2 separate regions of the Macaca mulatta genome follow, and region 2 is linked to region 1. A link is a contact called in public Hi-C data. All regions are on one chromosome and are shown on one strand. Each heading gives the region's core, a stretch centred on a gene start, on an enhancer-like site or on the middle of the called end of the contact. The rest is flanking DNA. Distances are from core to core; before and after follow the strand shown.

Evidence for each region. Hi-C and Micro-C count contacts between places; a contact is called where the count stands out from the background.
Region 2: a Hi-C map of blood shows a contact between it and region 1, with 2.9 times the contacts expected there. The contact joins the enhancer-like site here to the promoter of TRIB2 in region 1. A contact is called at or near these places in 3 of 14 Hi-C or Micro-C datasets (CD4 T cells, blood and liver).

Annotation. Positions count from the first base shown.
Region 1 is chr13:112,130,442-112,133,040 of T2T-MMU8v2.0, reverse strand. It overlaps TRIB2 (tribbles pseudokinase 2), which reads left to right and starts at 1,283. Exons shown (of 4, transcript XM_015111742.3): 1 at 1,283-2,425.
Region 2 is chr13:112,422,041-112,424,639 of T2T-MMU8v2.0, reverse strand. No RefSeq gene overlaps it. Among named protein-coding and RNA genes, the nearest start is that of TRIB2, 290 kb to the right of the region's middle. Within about 2 kb of position 1,294, at least 3 of the 40 cell types and tissues checked have an H3K27ac peak or open chromatin away from gene starts, as enhancers often do. A contact at or near this core is called in blood, where this site is marked.

The DNA of each region.
Region 1 (2,599 bases), core at 34-2,533:
GTCCCAAGTGGACATAATTATAAATAGCTCCCTTCTTTTACTGAAAGTGTCCTACAGTGGGCAATAAATAATGTAGTCCCCTCCTCCAGTGGAAAATATACTACACGCATGCAAAAGCTCAGAGGGCTCTAGGAGTCGTTCCAACTCCCCTTTCTCAGTTCCTTGAGATTTTTTTTTTTTTTTTAAGTTTGTCCTCTACTAGATTGCTTCTCATTCACCAGGATATCTTAGATCAAGGCTGGCGTTTGAAGCCTCTGCCTGAGTTCAAGCCCCTTTCCTCCTGTGTTCCTGTCCAAGCCCGCGGACTGGAATCTCCCAAGGAAGTTAAGAATAATTCGGGGGGTGGCGAAGGGGGGTGGTGGTGGCGAGGTGGGGGAGGAGGAACTGCAGCCTTCACCTGGCTAACACAAGAGGACTCAGGATGCCCAGCACCCTGGATGGGACCCAACAGCGCTCCCTGGAGGTGTGGGTGCAAGGTTTTGTCTAGCTTGGCCTCCAAGGCCCTCCAGGCAATCAATGCCTTGGGAAGGGAAGAATTCGTGATTGGATTTGACCTGAGTCAAAAGATGCCTTCAGTTCCTCTTCTGCTGAAAATATTAGAAATACAAGCCCAAGGTGTGGGGTCGGGGGCAAGCGGTGGCACCAACTAAAAGGAAGCAATGGATTTCCTTTTAAATGGAGAGGAGGATGTCGGAGAGATACCATGAAACGAATTCTCGAAACTCCAGGCAGCAATACCGATGCAAGCACATTCCTCCAAAACAAAGCTCCTCGTTCAGGGCCACATCTTAGCCTGGGGGCCGAATGCTCAGAGCGTGCCTGGCTTTCTGGGGAAAAGCGCCAGGAGTATGAACGAGCTACGGAGTCGGCGCTGCGGGAGCAGATTGTGGGGGGACGGCTTCGGAGCCGCTGCTGTTGCGGGGCGCGCAGCCGAGACCCAGCGTGCTGCGCCCGGGGCCCCGGGCCGCGGAAGGATATTTCACTTTGTTTACCTCCCCGGCCGGGTGAGGGAGCTGCGAGGCCGGTGCTGGCGCCCCCGGCACCGAGCTGCAATGGCAGCGGCGCGGGGAGCCGCCCGAGGACTGGCAGCGGCGGGGCTGATTGATGGGCGCCCGGCGCAATGAGGGGGGCCCGGGCGGGGGCGGGGCGGGGCCGGCTCTGGGCTGAGCCAGTCGCGGGGGCGGCGGGGGGGCGGAGGCTCCGTGGAAATGTGTCGGTGACATTGAATGGGGAGACCGAGCGCGAGCGAGGCGCGCGCGCGCACACGCGCACACACGGCCCCGCTCGCTCCGAGATCCCCGGCCACGTAAGTAACTATTAATACCGCCTCGCCGGGGGATGCGGGCGTGCTGAGCGCGGGGATTGGCCTCGGGCACCGTCGGCCGTCCCCTTTAATTTTTAAATACACGGTCCCCTCTTTTCTCTGGGGGGGGGCAAGCAAGAAATCAAAGAAGGAGGAGACAAGCCGTCAATTTTCTTCAAAACAAACCCCACCGGGCAATTTGGGCTCGGGGTAGTGGGAGACGGAGTGGTTGCAAATTATTCCAAGACGAGATCCAGTTCTCCAGCGGGAGAGGGGCAAAGGAACGCTGCGCGTTGGAAGGGCCGGGGACGCAGCTCCCATTGCAGCGCCCGCAGGACCCCCGCAAGCTCGTGCCGGCGAAATCGGAGACCGCCGATCTGTGCTTATTCTCTCTTGCACGTCTGGCTGCATTCGGAGGAAGACCCAGGGCGCAAGCGAGCGGCGACAGCATGAGCCTGTGCTGACCTCCGCGCGGCGGGCCGAGCCCAGGGCTTTGTCGCGGTACCTGCGCCCAGCCCGCGCCGCAACTCTGTGCCCGGCTTTTGCAATCTTTTGTTGGCAGCGCTGACCGCTCCAAGTTAAATGCTCCCTTGCTATTTTTCTTTTTTTTGTTTGTTTGTTTAATTTTTGGAGAGCTCGCGATCTTGGAAAAGCCTCAGACGCCATCTACAGTTAAAACGTAGGTAACTGCCCTCTCTCGCACCCCCCCCTTCCACGCCCCCCACCCTTTCCACCAAAAAAAGGGGGTGCAGCGCGGATTCTGGCTGCCGTGCGTCGCCAGCCGGTAGACCCGTGCTTGTTTCCTTTCTCTTTTTGTTTGACTTCTAACGCGTTGGGACTGAGCCGCCGCCGTGAGCGCCCCGAAGACTGCACAAACTACCGCGGGCTCCTCCGCCCCGTCTGCGATTCGGAAGCCGGCCTGGGGGTCGCGTCGGGAGCCCTGGCGCTGCAGCTCAGCACCCTAGCAGCCCGGGTACTCATCCAGATCCACGCTGGGGACACACACACAGAGTAACTAAAAGTGCGGCGATTCTGCACATCGCCGACTGCTTTGGGGTAACAAAAGGACCCGAGTTGCCTGCCGACCAAGGACCCCCGGGAGCCGGGCTCGGAGCAGACAAGGTATCCGGCGGCGCCCATTTGGGGGCTTCTAACTCTTTCTCCACGCAGTCCCTCTCCTGTCCCCTCCCCTCTCGCTCCCTTTTAAAATCAGTGGCACCGAGGCGCCTGCAGCCGCACTCGCCAGCGACTCATCTCTCCGGCGGGTTTTTTTTGTTTGTCGTGTGCGATCCTCAC
Region 2 (2,599 bases), core at 45-2,544, 290 kb before region 1:
ACCATCTAATGTGTTGAGGACCTTAATAGAAGAAAAAGGCAGAAGAAGGGTCAATTCACTGTGTGTGAGTTGGGACATTCATCTCTTCCCATCCTCAGACATTGGCACTTCTGGTTCTCGGCCTTCTTATTTCAACCAGATTACATCACCAGCTTTCTTGGTTCTCCAGCTTGCAGATGGCAGATGGTGGGACTTCTTGGCCTTCAGAATTGTGTGAACCAATTCCCATTATAAATATGACATGTCTGTGTGTATATATACATATATATACACACACATATATATAAAATAAATGTGGGTATACATACATATATACACATACACACACATATACACACACGCACATATATATACACACATATATACACACACACATACTTATGTATCTTCTATTGGTTCCGTTTTTCTGGATAACCCTGAATTATACAATCTGGTATTATTATACAAAGGAAAGAGGAAAAAGCAAATAAGTCTGCCTTGCCCAAGGCATTAGATTCACATTTTCCTTACATTTTGTGGCTTAATTTCCAGAGTACGTCTCAAAAGTGAATGTCAACTTCCTGATGTTTATACTCGAGGAGAATAAGGTTTGGAGATCTGGGCAGTTTAATGAAGGCACTCACATCGAAAGATTTTGTGAAGCCGAAATTCAAATCCAGATGTGTCCCGTCCAAAGACCACCCTCTTTATACAGCAACATGCTGCTTCCCTGGATCAAGAAACACAAGGTAATTCTCATTCTTATTGTACCACTCACTTATGAAGAGTTAAGCTAGACTTTACTGTCCTTAAGCCTCAGATAATTCACCTGTAAAATTAGAATAACACACTTGCTCAGAACACTTGATCCAACATTATAAAAATAGCATGATCAATCTCAATGGCAAGTCCAGCAAGATAAAATAGTGAGGGGAGAACACAAAGTCCTCTACGTAAGGTCTGCTCTAACACAACATATGTGTTCCTATAAATTACAGCACTGTGGGAAAGTATGCCAGAAAAAACACCAGACTCAGGGAAAAAATGGGGTTATAACACTAAAAACTTGACCAATGACACACAATCACAAAGAAAGGTATCTAATAAAAACAGTAGTGGAATTGTGCACGTGTTAAACGGTTAAGATGTACTTAAATACCAGAATAAACATGGCATTTTCCTTGCAGACTGGAGTTTGCTTGTGGAAGTGGGTGCCAGCAGGGGGCAGCTTGGGAGTCCCTGTGAAGTGGGGACTGGGGTTGATCAGAAATCAAAGAGAAAGTTCTAAAACCAGATGTGAATGGGTGTGGCTCATAACACATGCAGTGATCTGCGGTAGCGGGTAGATGCATGGAGGTGTGTGTGTTTTGCATATTCCTAGGAACCCCGGGTCAGCCGTATGCCATTTCTAGCAGATGAAATAATGCATTGCAAAGATATGTTTACATTGTGCTCAAACTGTTTCCTAATATACTGATTACGCTGAAAGAAATGCAGAGTTTCAAAACAAATGTTAGAGCAAAACTGTTTTTAGGTCCAAAAACTTAGCCAGAAAAATACACAATGAAAGAGACATGAGTTAATAGCCATGTGGCTTAGAACGTCCTCTGAGTTGGCAATTGGCAGAGTGTGGAACCACTGTACTGGGTTAATGAAAACCCAGATTGTGCTGAGAACATACATCGTATGACAACAGCAGCAATAATAATAATAAAGAAATTTACAGACAGGGATCTGGGTGAAGATTATGCTAATTAATTGAACACACAGTTAGAGAGAATCTGTTCTGTTCTAGGCAGATAAAGCACCTTTCCTGGAGGAGAGCCTGATCTGCTGACATGACTGACCACAGAAAACACTGGTGATATCTTGAGGCTTATGGATGCCATTACCTCCACTGTGAGGACGGTGCTATGGGGATTAGCTGTAATGATTCTCCTGGACACTTCCCGGAGCAGGTCAGCGGCTGGACTGAGACCAGCGTTTAAGGCAGTTAGATCCTGACCGAAAGTATTTTCCACTGGACAATGCTGCTGCTTCCCTGTGTCTTCTGATGGGAGAATCTGTATCTCCATTGCTCTGGTAACTCAGTAAGTTGTCAATGCTAAGTTCTCTTTAAGCGACTAACTAGGCCAGACTCTCTTGGGTAGAGTGACATTAATTAGTCACAGCATGGTCTGTGTATAGATACTTTGGACTAGAACCAACATCTGTCAAAATAATGATGTTAAAACTAAGGATTTGTTCTGCAGAGGTTCTGCCCTCCCTCCTGCCCCTCCCCCATAGATGCATTCCCTCCATCTTTGTACGTGCAGGGCCTCGTTCTTCATATCACAATGTGGGGTAATTGTTGTAGGTTCAACTGCCTGTCTCCCTCACTAACTGAGAGTTCCCAGGGAGCAGAGACTGGGTTTTATTCATCTCAGCACCACAGGGATCCAGCGCGGGGTTTACACATAAAAGATGCTATGATGTCAGCTCCATGAGAACAGAGACCATGTGCTCATGTCAGCCCTTGGTGTCTAAGCCAGTGTCTGGCATCAAGGAGACGTGCAGCAAATATTTGTTGGCTGAAAGCATGATCCTTAATGAAAGGTCATTTCCATTACATCAGTTAATT